Linked DNA regions of Zea mays: regions 2 and 3 are each linked to region 1. Evidence: chromatin contacts called from public Hi-C data. All regions are on one chromosome and are shown on one strand. Each heading gives the region's core, a stretch centred on a gene start, on an enhancer-like site or on the middle of the called end of the contact. The rest is flanking DNA. Distances are from core to core; before and after follow the strand shown. Region 1 holds the start of LOC100194344 (60S ribosomal protein L18-like). Region 2 holds the start of LOC100302578 (ATP binding protein). Region 3 holds the start of LOC100280330.

What was found. A called contact is a pair of places that touch in the nucleus more often than the background predicts.
Region 2: a contact with region 1 is called in a Hi-C map of leaf mesophyll, with 4 times the contacts expected there. The contact joins the promoter of LOC100302578 here to the promoter of LOC100194344 in region 1. A contact is called at or near these places in 5 of 25 Hi-C or Micro-C datasets (ear, endosperm, leaf and 1 more).
Region 3: a Hi-C map of ear shows a contact between it and region 1, with 2.4 times the contacts expected there. The contact joins the promoter of LOC100280330 here to the promoter of LOC100194344 in region 1. A contact is called at or near these places in 2 of 25 Hi-C or Micro-C datasets (ear and leaf).

Annotation. Positions count from the first base shown.
Region 1 is chr6:138,174,518-138,177,481 of Zm-B73-REFERENCE-NAM-5.0, forward strand. It overlaps LOC100194344 (60S ribosomal protein L18-like), which reads left to right and starts at 1,401. Exons shown (of 5, transcript NM_001139380.1): 1 at 1,401-1,481; 2 at 1,565-1,654; 3 at 1,977-2,105; 4 at 2,321-2,503. The coding sequence starts at 1,479. LOC111589643 (small nucleolar RNA snoR53Y) reads left to right here and starts at 2,746; the gene lies at 2,746-2,821. It also overlaps the pseudogene LOC103630067.
Region 2 is chr6:137,904,240-137,907,349 of Zm-B73-REFERENCE-NAM-5.0, forward strand. It overlaps LOC100302578 (ATP binding protein), which reads left to right and starts at 1,673. Exons shown (of 12, transcript NM_001163739.2): 1 at 1,673-2,122. The coding sequence starts at 1,955.
Region 3 is chr6:137,741,581-137,744,502 of Zm-B73-REFERENCE-NAM-5.0, forward strand. LOC100280330 reads right to left here and starts at 1,380. Exons shown (of 6, transcript NM_001153256.1): 1 at 971-1,380. The coding sequence starts at 1,160.

The DNA of each region.
Region 1 (2,964 bases), core at 151-2,650:
CTCTAGAAAGAGGAAGGCCCCGTCATCCATCTCGGATTCTCGTAGGCAAAACAACGCACACCTGGCGCGCGACGGCGCCGTGGACCGAACGAGCACCACGAGGCTTGGCTAGTGCCGCAGCAGCGCAGAGCGAAGTAGAGAGGAAGAGAGGGAGGAAATGATGGGGGGTCGGCACTCCGTACTCTGGTGGGAGGACCGGAGGGAGCGGTCGACGGCCTGGAGCTCGCGCGCGGGCAGGCACGGCAGCAGGTCCGCGCGCCCGCCCTCCACGGGAGTCTGCTGCGCCGATGGCGGGGGCGGCGTCTGCGCTGGCGACTGCGTCGACGTAGGTTCAGCCATGCCGGAGAGGGTGAGTGTCCGACGGAGGTTTGGAAGGGCCTCCGATTGCTTTTGACAACCGTTGAATTTTTTTCTATGCAGTACTCCTTTTAATAGCTCTCAGCTTATTTATAGGTGGTATTATCCTTCTTACTCTAACGTCTTTTTAATTAGGAAAATTCCAAATTACTCTTAATGTTCGCATAAACCTCTAAACTAATTTTTAGAACACTTAAGAAGAATGGAGCGACTCCATCTTATTTTCTGGATGTTTGATTTTCAACAGAAAAAAGAGTGGAGCGGTTCCTAGAGTTTCCATATGAAAATTTAACATAAATAGTTAGAATATTCCCGCTCTATAAAAACGACCAGATGTGAGCGCTTTTCCGAATGCGAGCGCTCTGCTCCCTCTCATCCCCTCTATACTCATATGACTCTCTAACCAAACAAAGAACGAAGCGTCTTCACTCTATTCTACTTTTTAACCAAACAAAAAATGGAGGGACTTCACTCTACTTGCCAAATGCAGGATAAAACGATTGTATTCTCAAAAACTAGAATAGAATCGCTCCATTCTAGTTGACTCTCCAACCAAACACACCCTTACTCATCCACTCCTTTAAGTTGGTTCAATTTACTCCTTAACAAAATTTATTTTTTCTTCACGTAAAAAACAAGTTATTTGTTCAAATTTGTTGGTTAGTAGCTAATAGCATATTTTAGAGTAACTAAAAAAATATATTATGATTCTTTATAATCATTTTGATAGGTTAGAAATCTAATAAAATAATAACTTTAATGGTATAAAACTAAATATAAAATATTGATAAAAATTTCTAATATATTTTTCAAACATAAATTATGATATCCTTGAAATTCAACTTGTTATATTTATTGTGACATAACTAAACTTTAGTCAAAAGGAACCAAACAATATAATAGACCATAAAAGTCTATCTCCGTAGTCCATCAAGGCCCACGTATGACAGCCCAATAGCCCACTAATTCAAAACCCTAGCAGCACCACCCGTCTTCCTCTTCACCCACATTATAAAGATCCTCCACTTCGCACTTTCGCCGCCGCCTCTCTCCTTCCCGAGCAGGAGGCGGACAAGGTAAGCAGCAATCGCAGGAACCCTAGCGCCGCCGCACCCGCAGGAATGGTGAGCAGCCGTTCCATTCCTCGCAGCCCTTTCCAGATGGCTTCTGCGCTGTTTCCTGACGCGGATGTCGCGCTGTGTCATAGGGTATCGACCTCGTCGCCGGTGGGAGGAATAAGAAGACCAAGCGCACTGCGCCCAAGTCTGACGATGTCTACCTCAAGCTCCTCGTCAAGGTAAGCGGCGTCGTTATCTTCGATAGATCTGCCCGTGGTCGCGTGTTTGGTTCTGAAAATGCCGTGTGATCTGTAGTCCCATACTGTTATGCTAACAATTGCATCATTTTCGAGGATATTGCTTGTTGCGCCGGTGTAGTAATCCTGTAAGCTTCATCGGCCTGAAGCGACTTTGGAAGATAAAAAGAATTCATCTCTCTTTCATATAATAGATAGATGTGCAGTACCTTTGGGTTATCTGCTTGCCATGTATTAAAGGTGTCATGTCGTTCTACGTTTTTGTGTATCCCGCGATTTTGATTTGTGTTATGCTCGGGTGCAGCTCTACCGTTTCTTGGTCAGGAGGACCAAGAGCAATTTCAACGCTGTCATTCTCAAGAGGCTTTTCATGAGTAAAACCAACCGACCACCAATCTCCATGCGCCGCCTTGTCAAGTTTATGGAAGGAAAGGTATGCATCTGACAGCCACTCGAGAACAATCTGTTATTGCAAAATGAAATGTAACGTGCTTGTATTTTTTTTGTTCACGTGCTACTTTATTGTCAGATTAGTTGTGTATGTTAATAGTAGTGGATGAAAAATTGCTGACAAGCAAAATGGTTAGTCTAGCTGGTTTGCATTTGGCCATGGATATGGTGCTGAAATAGTGTCTTGTATGTTAACAGGAGAAGAACATTGCTGTCATTGTTGGCACAGTCACAGATGACAAAAGGATCCAGGAGGTTCCAGCAATGAAGGTTACTGCCCTGAGGTTCACGGAGACAGCAAGGGCCAGGATTGTCAATGCTGGTGGCGAGTGCCTCACATTTGACCAGCTTGCTCTTCGTGCTCCACTTGGCGAGAACACGGTATGCTTTGTTTTTTTTATGTTGAACGGTACAAGCTGTGTGAACATTAGTCTGCATTTTAAACTATTGTGTTTCTGAACAGAGTTAAGCCTTATGCTCCTAACAACAATTAAGTGTTGTGTAAGTTAACCATGCTATAGGCGCTGATTGTTTAGCGGGATACTTTTTAAGATTCCTTACAGAAGCAAGTATTTCAACTCTATTTTAATCTATTTCTACTGGTCATTTGGTCTTATTTTCTGGCTCCCAGTGATGGTCTATATTAACCATGCTAATACTGATGTCCTTTGACGAGTATAACAATGTGCTGAGGGAGCTGTCTGTTATTTTTTTTGACTCGTCTAGAACACTTCCATCTTCATAATTGTAATATCCTTTTTTTGCTACGAGTTGTATTTTGATCTTAGTCTTGTATGATTTTTGTGATGACAATCTTTCTACCCAGCTCATTTTCAGACTTC
Region 2 (3,110 bases), core at 423-2,922, 270 kb before region 1:
TTCTAGGGATTTATTTATGGCCTAGTTTAGCAAAAGTTTAGAAGTCCTGATTCACCCCTCTTAAGCATTCATGTTCCTTTTAGTTAGCTAGCTAATTCTACTAGTAATTGTTTATCCAACTAACTATTAGCTCTAGTGCATTCAAACACCCCGTAGTCCAACCCACCCTCTGCCTCTTGTGCAGTCATGCAAGCACATATAACTAAGAATGTAGCTAATATCACTTTTGTTACAATTGTACTAGTAAAATGCCCGTCGGGGTGTGCTCATCGTGTCACCGTCCTCGCACATCCTAGTGGAGAGCCAGCGCACACCCCTCGCTGCTCGCTATAGGAGGTACTCGTCGTGCTGTCGTCCTCGCGCCATCTTCGATGCCGAAGAGGCAATACATTGAGGATTTCAACATCGTTTCTGTCCACTCCCAGACCATCCCATGCAACCACGTCTTCTTCATCCTATAGATCAATGATCACTTCATGATGGTGGCACCCTCTCCACCGCGTCCCCGTCCTGCCCTGTTCCTACGCTGATGTTAGACCGCTCCACCGCAGATCCATAACCTCAAGACGATTGAGGGAGTGCAGTAGGCGGACCACACCAGCAGTCGCGCCACAGGTAGCCTAATAGGCCACCCAACTCGTCTGCTCCTACTTAGCCACCTAGCGCCGCATCGTGACCGCATGGCTCACACCATCTCCATGTGGCCCGCAGAGCTCCCATGCTCGCCACCCCCGTCACATGTTACCTATCTGGTGTAGGCTTGTATCCATGGAGTTCCTGTGCAGCCACCAACATCGACGTCGTTGAGGGAGATCGTGTGTGTGTGTGGGGGGGGGGCGTCGGGTTTGTCCAGGCAACGCGAGCATGGGGCTAGGGCGATGGCGGCGTTGACCGTCCAAGCGAGACATGTGAGGGTGATCACATGGGTTAGGGCATTAGTGAGGGTTGGGGGGCTGAGAAGGCTAGAGGCGAGTGAGAGATGGGGGTGATAAAAACACTAAATGTTAGATGCGATTGATTAAGAGAGAGAGAGAGAGAGAGAGAGAGAGAGAGAGAGAGAGAGAGAGAGAGAGAGTAGGTAAATGAAGCGATTTGGAGCATTGATTTTAATGGTGAAATTTGGCTAGAGTTAATTTGTTGTGTACACTTAAGGGGTGTTTGAATGCACTAGAGCCAATAATTAGTTGACTAATAATTTATTAGTGGAATTAGCTAGCTAGCTCTAGGTAATTTACTAAAAATAATTAATAGATGAACTATTAGCTAGAGTGTTTGAATATCTCAAGATAATTTTAGCCACTAACTATTATCTTTAGTGCATTTAAATATGGCCTTACTAATGTTTTAACTGATGAGTTATATAGGAGTTTAGATATAGAATAGTATTAATTACTAACCCACTAATGACACACAACATGTTGAAAATTGAGAAATTAAAAACAAGCCGGCCATCCTGTTGCCAATACGCACAAACAAATCTTTTCCTCGTTTTGTTTTCCCAAAACAAAATAAGTCCTTTTCAAACACAAAACTCTGTAACAAAGTTTAAAACAAAGCAACACCCTTTTCTTCGCTCGCGGAAAATCGCTTCCTCTCTCTACCCACCACCAGCGAATTCATTTCGGAGCGATTTTTTTTTTATAAAAATGCCAGACAGCCAGCCTCCTCCCTCGCAGCCTCCCAGGCCCCCCAACTCTCTTCCTCCTCTCCCTCCCCACACCAATTCCCATTCCCAATTCGCCCTCCTCAAATCCGGCGCCCGCATTCCCGACCACCCCGCAGATCTGGGATCCGCCACCGCCGGATCCCTCGCTGCCCGCGGCGCCCCGGGACGCGCGTGATCCTACCCACAACCGTCAAGTTGGCGCCCCAGCGAAGGTCGCAGCGCCTCTCCGGCGGCGGCGCGGGCTCCGCCGCCGCGCAGCCGCCCGGAGCCTCCGGCGCACAGGCAGCGATGGGTGACTCAGGCGACGCCGTCATGGCGCGCTGGCTGCAGTCCGCGGGGCTGCAGCACCTCGCGACCTCCTCCGCCGCTGGTGCTGGCGGTGCCGACTACCGCGGTGGGATGCCTGGGCTTGGGGGCGCTGGCGCGGGGAGCATGCTGTCGAGCCTGCTCATGCAGGTGAGGTTCCTCTGCCTCTCTCTCGAAAGATGAATGCTTGATCTAGCTGTTGGAATGCGGATCGCGAAGGTGGCGTCTTCGGCGCGTTCCAGTGCCGCGTGTTCCAGATCGGGTTGTTGTCGATATGAGGTGTTGGAATCCCGCGATTTGCTTTAGGGTTTGTTGCTTTCACGGAATCGATCGGGTTCTGCTTGCCTTCATGAATAATAACTGGCCTGTGTCGTTCGGCTGTCCCGGGCTGCGGTCTACGTCACCATGATTACAATCTGCAATGATTTATAGGCCTTTTTTCACGGCTTATACTATTCTAGGATTGGGATGAGCTGTATGAAATGCCCTACCCATCGGGCAAACCCACATTGTCTAACTGATAACCATTTGTGATTATAAACATCTTTGTGTAAACTTTTCTGTGTTTTTAAATAGAGTTTGGAAAGAGAATCGTTAGGATATACTTAATGTTTGTCTTTTTTGGTTTTCTTTAGGTGGTATTTTGGTTGTTGATTACCATTTCTTTTGGGACACTTTTGAATGCCACACTCCTATCAGGGAAATAGTATGCCGAAATCAATAAGAGATGATTTCTTAAACTCATGTGTTTATTGTTCGCTATATTGGAAATAACATGGTTCAGATAAAAGCAAATTTGTACTGACTGCAGCAAGAAATGATCATGGACCTATTGTGACCAACCATGCATGGTCACATCGGATATAATTTTGGCTTTGTTGGAAGTTGAGGCATCCAGAAAACCCTAGTAACTTGAATCTAGTATGATTCTCGTGTAGTTGTTGACATTTGGCAACCAATATGGCAGATCCTTTGGGCTAAATTGGACCGACACACTATGGGAGTCCACCCGAGAGGCACTAGCAGGTCCAATCTCCTTGCACCAGGCGACCAGAATTCCACCACTTGTCCCAACATATGGCATGACCAAAATATGAGCAAAATTGCTCCCAAGGATTGTTGAGACGGTGTATTTGGA
Region 3 (2,922 bases), core at 130-2,629, 430 kb before region 1:
AACGCTAGTCCAATTCAGATAAGATGACCCTGGTTTGGTGCTCGAGGGAGAGGGTGAGAGTGGGATCGATCAGAGAAGACGCCATGGGAAGAAGAGGATCTGAGGATCGGTGGACCTCTGATACCAATTGTTAACACACCAAGAGGAAGGGAGTGCCAACAGGAAGGGAAGAAGAGAGTTCGGGAAGGAAGAACAGAAGCAGAAAGCTGGGAATTGTATCTTTTAGTTTTCGATCCCTTTTCCCTGTTACAAGACACGATACTTATACGATACTGGACTCCTCACCACACACACGGCCAACAGGCCGGGCTCACTTGGCCCACTCTGCACCAGCCCAATGAGAATTGGGGCGACAAACTTCTTCTCTGCATCTCATGGTTCTCAGGCAGTTGGAGCTCTTCAGCACAGACAGACTGGTAACATTTCCTAACATATTTGCAAATCACCGTCTCAATATTGACTTGCTCCCAAAAAATGGGGCCTTTTATCAAGTAGATTGATAGAGCACAAAATTGGCACATAAAACCTTTAAAGTAACTATAAATTATTCAAGGTTACAAGAAAAAATAGACATCTCGAACTTGAATCTAAAATTCAGAATCATGCACACTCTCAAATCATCCTCATACAACAAATCTCGCACACAAACAGTACCGACATATGAAGCCAACTGAAATAGGAAAAAATCATCCACAAAACATGTTCATGCAACAAAAGCATAAGCCTATACAGCTGAAAAGATCCGACCTTTAGAACTTCTTAGCCCAAAATTCAGCATAGAGGCAACTACAAATTATGAAACCGATTCTATTTCAGCGAAATTAAACAAACTTTTACGAATTTGGCCACATTTAAGGATCCACACATTCAATTTGACACTACAACCCAAAAATAGCACCTACCACGCGATTGAACCACAAACTTCGCAAGCAACAATCCACCGACAGATCCGGCGTCTATGAAGAATTACCTAGGTGGAACTCGTGGCCGCAGTGCAGCCTGGCGGTGGACCTCTCCCCGGACGCAGCGAGCACCGCGTCGAGGCAGATCGAGCAGGACACCGCGGCGGCCTTGTCCTCCTTCCCGCCCGCCTCGTCCTGCTCTGCCGGCACCCCAGCGGCCGTCGCCGCCTGATCCTTGGGCTCCGCACCGACGCCCATCCCCTCCGCCCTCCCTTCCTCTCCCCTCCTCTCCTCCTCACCAACTGCGGGATTTCTTGGCCGGATCCCACCAAATCTGAGCCGGGCCGAGGCGGGACGGAGCTCGAAACGGCCGCCCCGGCGACGGCGAGGCTGTCACCCCCGTGTCCTCGGGGATCGCGCGCGTCCTCGGGGTGTTCGCGCCCTGTCCAATCGCGAGGAGAGCGCGTTCTTGCGTGCGTTCTCTCTCCTGTCTATCTGCTCGCCTCCACGAGAAATTAGATATAGAGAGATAAAAAACTGGAAAAAAACAGGGAGCGGCGCAAGAAAGCGAATAATACGGGTGTTTTGCTATGAACACCTCGTATAGTTTGTTATTACAACTCTAACTGTCACATTGTACAGTAGTACTGTACTAAGGACTATTTTATGACTTGGTACCGTTTCTTATCTCAGTAAAAAACTACGTAAAGTCGGGAGCATATGTATAACCGAGTATTAGCTATAGACATATGAATGTATTGGTTTATATATATACTAGGTGAGTGTCCGTGCGTTGCAACGAAATATATAATATCATAATAGGTTATATATAAATGTGTGTTATACTGTTATGAGAAAAGTTCCTCGAGCACTAGGTTGGCCTAGGGTACGATGATGGAGACGTTGCCGATATGGCAGCGCACGAGGTCGTGTCACCAAAACAGGTCGTTGCAGCCCTTAGAGTCGTCCCCAAAGGAGACCACGACACCGGGGCCGATGAGGTGGGCTAGACCCCGCCGCACATCGAGAGGAGCCTGTGGAGCGGGCCAAGCATGCTTCTACCGCATTGCCGACAATGGCGTCCCCGAGGCAGCACAGGCTGCGCGGGGAGGGGTCAGTTTTGGTGCTGTGGGGAGGCGAGGGCGAGGGTCGCAATCAGCCGCGTACAAGAAGAATGGGGGCGAGGACGGAATGGAACGACGAGCGAGCCGAACAGGTGGAACTGTCGGTGCGAAGTTCGTGGGGGGCGACGACGAGGTAGCATGAGATGCCCATATTAGGTTTTAATAGTGTAATATAGATATAGATGAGAACACTCAATTTGACCGACGTCTCATACAAATTTGAAAGAAACTGGACTACATCAGTTAGACCTCCAAAACCCAGCGCTATGGATGAGTCAAAAAGAAAGAAAGAAAATGAGTAAAGTTACACCTTATCACCGACACAACACTTATAAGGGAGATGAGTCGAATAAATGGTTGCTGGGGGCGATAGACGGATCCCGGATAGTTTGTGTAGCTGCTGGAAGCTGTCGGCCTGGACCCGTCGGCATAACCTGCATAGGCACTTGCAGCTAGTGTGGGGGACAGATATCCCCTGGGTCCACTAAAGAAGTAAAAGGCCTCACGAAAGGCCCAAGGGCCCAATAATTCGTAAGGTCATTCTTTCGTGGGCCTAGGGAAAGGCAACCAACAAAGAAGACGTAAGACTGATTAGTGCAAACACAGGCGGCCCACAACGACGAACGAATGAATCACAACAAAGACCCGACTTTCCCGCGCTGAAGCCCCCATGCAGCAAGAGCCATGCGAGGATAAGTCGGCGAAGGTTACGTAGGGATAAACTCAAGAGGTTCACTATCTTTTAGCTACTTGTTGTTATCATACCCACGTGTACTGCCCTACGGTCGAGTATATAAGGCCTAGGGGGCACCCCTTCAGAAGGATCGACCCTGTTCTACTTAGCCACCCACAAAAACTCTCTGCGCCCTCTATCCAGAGAATCCTCTTGTAACCGC